Regions from separate parts of the Sus scrofa genome. Here region 1 is linked to region 2. A link is a contact called in public HiChIP or PLAC-seq data. All regions are on one chromosome and are shown on one strand. The core of a region is the stretch at or near the end of the contact, and the rest is flanking DNA. Distances in the headings are between cores, read along the strand shown.

Evidence for each region. HiChIP or PLAC-seq counts read pairs in DNA pulled down with a chosen protein or histone mark.
Region 1: a contact with region 2 is called in an H3K27ac HiChIP or PLAC-seq map of alveolar macrophages. The contact joins the enhancer-like site here to the promoter of CD80 in region 2. A contact is called at or near these places in 2 of 5 promoter capture datasets (fetal liver and liver), 16 of 47 Hi-C or Micro-C datasets (alveolar macrophages, blood, embryonic fibroblasts and 8 more) and 2 of 2 datasets of contacts at active chromatin or transcription factors (alveolar macrophages and skeletal muscle).

The regions. Positions count from the first base shown.
Region 1 is chr13:140,730,376-140,733,208 of Sscrofa11.1, forward strand. It overlaps TIMMDC1 (complex I assembly factor TIMMDC1, mitochondrial), which reads right to left. Exons shown (of 8, transcript XM_021070323.1): 8 at 1-870. The coding sequence ends at 726. It also overlaps a transcript of CD80 not described here and the pseudogene LOC100525430. Among named protein-coding and RNA genes, the nearest start is that of TIMMDC1, 27 kb to the right of the region's middle. Within about 2 kb of position 1,521, at least 10 of the 83 cell types and tissues checked have an H3K27ac peak or open chromatin away from gene starts, as enhancers often do. A contact at or near this core is called in alveolar macrophages and fetal liver, where this site is marked.
Region 2 is chr13:140,692,173-140,694,872 of Sscrofa11.1, forward strand. It overlaps CD80 (CD80 molecule), which reads left to right and starts at 1,261. Exons shown (of 7, transcript NM_214087.1): 1 at 1,261-1,358; 2 at 2,417-2,700. The coding sequence starts at 2,638.

The DNA of each region.
Region 1 (2,833 bases), core at 271-2,770, 38 kb after region 2:
AACAAAAAAACCAAGCACTACTACACGTCTGGCACTTACTGTTTCCAGGAACCCAGGGCTTCAGAGACCATTTGCCTTACCTAGTTCTTTTCTTTTTTTTTTTTTTTTTTTGGCTTTTTGGCTTTTTGCTATTTCTTTGGGCTGCTCCCGAGGCATATGGAGGTTCCCCGGCTAGGGGTCGAATCGGAGCTGTAGCCGCCAGCCTACGCCAGAGCCACAGCAACGCAGGATCCGAGCCGCGTCTGCAACCTACACCACAGCTCACGGCAACGCCGGATCCCTAACCCACTGAGCAAGGGCAGGGACCGAACCCGCAACCTCATGGTTCCTAGTCGGATTCGTTAACCTCTGCGCCACGACAGGAACTCCTTACCTAGTTCTTTTCTCCCCTCTTCCTAGTGATCCCTACAGTAACCTACAAATGTCAATTTTTAATCTGTAGAATTCAATTTTAATCTCTAGGGAAATTCTAAATTTACTGTTGTAGTATTGAGGGAAAAGAAATTTAAATTGATCAATCAATATAGATACACGTATGTGTTTAAATTTATGGATGAGTAAACTAAGAATAGCCCAATTCTTGCTTGTTTTTTTTAAAAGATAAGTCACTGCCACTACAGATGCCAGTGCTTACATTTGTCAGCAGCCCAACCAACCACCATTCAATGGACATGGTAACACATAGCTCCCTTCAACTCTCCAGTGAGTCCAGAGCATTTTCAATCCTAGTCTTGTTTATTTGTTGATGAAGGGTTTCTAGGAAGATTCAGCAGTGTTTCAATTTTCATAGCATCATCCTTGGATTGATTTTTCTGTAAACTGCTTTCAATTTCTTCAGGGAGGAGCTCAGTAAATTGTAGTCTGGCTTTCCTGTAATCAAAGAATAAGAATATATCAAATATTGTTCCTTTTTTTTGGTTCTTAGACTTTTTTTATTTTTTATTATTATTATTATTTTTTTTGGTCTTTTTGCTATTTCTTTGGGCCGCTCCTGCGGTATATGGAGGTTCCCAGGCTAGGGGTCGAATCAAAGCTGTAGCCACTGGCCTAGCCAGAGCCACAGCAACGCGGTATCCAAGCCGAGTCTGCAACCTACACCACAGCTCACGGCAACGCCGGATCGTTAACCCACTGAGCAAGGGCAGGGAGCGAACCCGCAACCTCATGGTTCCTAGTCAGATTCGTTAACCACTGTGCCACGACGGGAACTCCTCTTAGACTTTTTTTAAAAGATAGTATTGTGTCTTACTCTCCCTTACAACTCCTGAGCAAACACTGACCCTTGCATTTCAAATACAATGACTTTCTTCTCTCTCCTAACCTGTTCCACTTATAAGCCGAGTAGAATTCTCTCATTACCAAAACGGACATTGCTGGAGCAGAAGCTCTGATTCTTAAGATACGCCAGAATTTTTGCAGGGGTGGCACGCAGTTGCTGAAAACCCTGGGCTAAGATGTGAGCTTTGAAACTAGACTGTCCTCTTGCCCTCTGGACCCAGGAAGGATGTAAAACCCCCATCACTCTGTTAAACTCTGTTGACAGACCTTGTAGGACAGGGACGAAGGTTATATAACACTGGTAACCTCAGTACAGAAAAGTCAGATAAGACAACACTGAGATGTATATTTTCTAGGAGTTAAAATATAATTTCCAAGTAACAGATGAGTTCTTTTCCAAATCAAGTATGTGTCCTCCTTTAAGTGATTGTCAGGGTCACCTCTGACTTTCTCACACCTCTTTATAACCAGATTTTACCAATTCTTCTTGCACACTTCTATAGCCAGTGTGCTATTTTCTCCTAAGGCAATTTTTTAGATTCTCACTTTGATTTTTCTATACCGTAGTTATTTTCAAGCAAAGAAGCAGACATATAAAAGGTTATTAACTCTCCTCAGAAATACAATATATATGGGGTTCTGTCCACAGTGCCAGGAGCAACCAGCTTCTGGATGCTCCCCTGCCAGCTGCTGTGGGATGGGCTGTGTGCTTGGTACCTGGCTCCCACCCCCTGAAGCACCCTTGGGGGTTGGAGACAGAAGAGCTGGAGGGCGAGGAGGCTGCGGCCGCTGGGAGGATGGGGGCTAACCAATTAGTCGTGCTCAACGTGTAGACTCGTACTGGATGAATGAACACACCTCATCCATCGGAATTGGAGTTTTTCATTCAGAAATTGAAATATGTGGCAGAGAATTTGCTTATTCCCCTTTTCTGGAATATTTGAAATTCCCCCCAGGACATGCTTCTGAACTAGGAGAAGCATTTAAATTTAAATAAGCTGTTGTTTGGGGGAGCAATAACTTCCTAGAAGATGATATAGAAAAAATTGTAGAAGAATTGGGAAAAGAATACAAAGGCAATGACTATCATTTGATGCATAAAAATGCAATCATTTTTCTTCGGCTTTATCAGTGATTCTTTGTGGGAAAGAGATTCCTCGCTGGATCAATCCACTCGCCTACTTCAGCTCCTGCATACCCTTTCTCCAGAGATGCCTCCCAAAGGAGTGGCTCACTCCCGCAGTCCTGCAGTCTAGAGTCAGCAAGGAGCTCCAGGGAGAACTGGAGGAGGTAGAGGATACAGCAGCCTCCACCTCCATGGGTAGCACTGCAGCAGGCTCCAGGCCCGGGCACCACATCAAACTCTAAATGTCTCCAAAGTCACATGTTCAGAACTGTCCCTGGCAGTTGAATATCATTAGAGAAAAAGTCAGTGAATAAATGCCCTTTGGATATTTTATATGCAAAGATGGCTTTCCCCCAAATCCCAGTTTTTCAGCTCAGGATTATACTTGAAAAAAAAAAATCACTTGGTGCAGAATTCTGTATGAAGCTG
Region 2 (2,700 bases), core at 11-2,510:
CTTAGGTCAATATTTCAGACATTTCTATACCATATTTGCAATGTTTACCCCATTGATAGATCATGTCTATTTTTCTTCTAAATTGACTCACCTTTCTATTTCTGCATTTATTTTAGATGAGAAACTATTATGTCTCTACCTTCTGAGGTATCCCTCCTATCTTTGCCTAGATTATCCAGAAAGCAAAGCTAGAAGCAAAGGCCTAGATTATTGGGAACGTGAGTCTAGGGGTGTAGGACGGGGGATTGAAATGGTGGAGGAAGGAAAGCCAATACAAGAGTGACATACCACGTTGGCCTCTGCTGCAGACAAGTGGTATTCATTCCCACTCGACCTTCTGCAAAGCCTCATGGAATGTCTCTCACAACTCTCCACCTGGGTGACAAAAGGGGAAAACAGTTATCCATCATGGTCAAGAGTATCTCCATGGGCTTTAAGTCCCCCATATTTCCAAGTTATACCTGCTTGAGTGTAGGATTTCCAAGGGGATCTCATGCTAAGGCAGCAGAGAAGCCCCAGGGCCAGCAGCAAACTGAAAGATGCAGGCCCAGACAAGGTTTCCACCATTGCAAGAGAGATCCACTGGAGCAGCAAGTGTTGCCCACTGACCCATGAAGTACTCCAGAATTCATAGGAGCAGAAGGCTGGCTGGAAATTGTGGAGGAAGACTGAAATATTCCTCATACCACCCCTTGGTTCTGTCACTGTGCCCACCAGAGGGTTTGCTCCACTGGGGTGGGGTGACTGGGGTATGCTGTCCAACAGGGCTGCCAGGAGTCCACTCTGTGAAGGTGGTGGTGGGAGAGTGTAGGTAAGGGTGGCCTTGTGAGCTGAGCACTGTCCCCAAAGTGCCCACTACACATGAGATGGAGGGCCCCTCCTGCAGTGGCATGACTGTAACTAGGGAGGGGTTATTCTGGGTGCTAAAACAAAACTTCAGACCAGCACAGAAACAGCCAGCCCATGCCACCAAAGTTGACGGGCCGGGCCCTCCCACTGGGGTACATTTTTACCGCCTCTCCTAGGCCCCCCAGACCCTCTTCCCTTAAGAGGGAGGGCTGAGGGAGGGCTGCTGTGTGATTTGAGGTAACTGACAAAAGAGGCCAGCAGAGGGAGACTCCTCAAATTGCACACAGCACTCTGCTCATCCCCTGGTTTAAGTTATTTCTGAGCGTTAGTGTTCTTCATCAAGTAAAAGGAAGTTGGAAGGGGAAATGCCACCTCTGTGAAATATCACCCAAAGAAAAGCTGAGTAACTTGCCATTATTTTGGAGACAGCAAGGAAAGAACATCTCAGAAGTGGGGCCTCATCTTTCTAGTTTTAAGACGAGAGAAAAGGAGGAATTATTCTTCAGCAAGTAAGTACATTTACTATTATCTGAATATGGGATAGCTTGGTAGAACAAGTTAGCAACAATTTGACTGCTTTTTAAACAAACATACTATCACTCTTACCTTCCCCCCAAAGGGTCTTCCGGGGGTTTGTTATTCCAAAATTCATAGACAATCATCATTGGAGTTATGACTCATTATTTAAAATTTTCTAGATGGTAGCAAATATTAATTTTGTAGGCTGAATTTTGAGTTTTCCAAACCAGTAAAATTCTGGTGAATCAGTGAATTCAAGCTAATCCTGATTAGAATGCCATGTGGCTGATAGAACAAGCCAGTGTGGCTGGAAAACTTGCTCTGGGGTGGTTCCCAAAGAGCAGTAGCAAACATCTTCTGGGTAGCATTGCATTCCATCTGTGGTGGCAATCTGAGAGGATCACATTGGAGCACAGCTTTTATTTTTATTTCTGAAGTTTCATCTGTTTACCGAAAATAAAACAAAACAAACAGCTTTCTTACCTTATAGTACGTAATATAAATAAGCAGTTTTCAGTATTTTTCTCTTCCCTTTTTACCGAAGCTTCTCTGTTGATTGAGATCCTCTGCCCCTTTAAGACATATTCTTTGTGTAGAAGCATTTGAAAACAGAGATACTTGTATTTCTATGTCAATATATTAAGAAAGAAGTAGTTTCATGACTTAAGCACTGCCTTAGACAAAAATACACCCTCGTTGGTGCTCTGTGTTTCTCAGTTCTGAAGAGGGTCCGAGCTTTCATGGGTTGACTTGCTGATATCTAGGGCCCTTACAGTTCTCCGTGTTTCTGACAGTCTTCATCATCCCATCCAGCGGTGGGAGAGCTGTGGTTCTTGGAACACGAACAAGGCAGCGTCACTTCCCCAGAATTCCCACCAACTTTTGCTTCCCACGCACCCCCTGCCCCAAGATTGTGCTCTGATTTAGAGGTTGCACAGATTCAGATCCCTGACTCATTGCAGGCAGGCAACTAAGAAGTTTTACAACACATGGTAGGCCAACCTTCCTTCTAGGTGACTTCTATTTTTTTTTTTTTTTTCCTTTTTAGGTTGTGAAAATAAATCTACAATCTTTTATAATCAAGAGTTCAGACACCCAGATACACCATCCTCCCTCTCCCTGGTGTGTTTTTGCAACCATCACGGAAGAACCCTCGGTGTGTGGCAATTGAATCATCTTCTGCCCCTGCCTGGTATAAGCTGTGAGGTGCCCTGTCTCATTTGGCTTGAAATTGGTTACTTCTGTTTTCATCCTCATCAAGCAGAAGCCATGTGCCACACACTGAAGTGGGGAACACCATTACCCAAGCTCTTTCAGCTCTTGGTGCTGGTT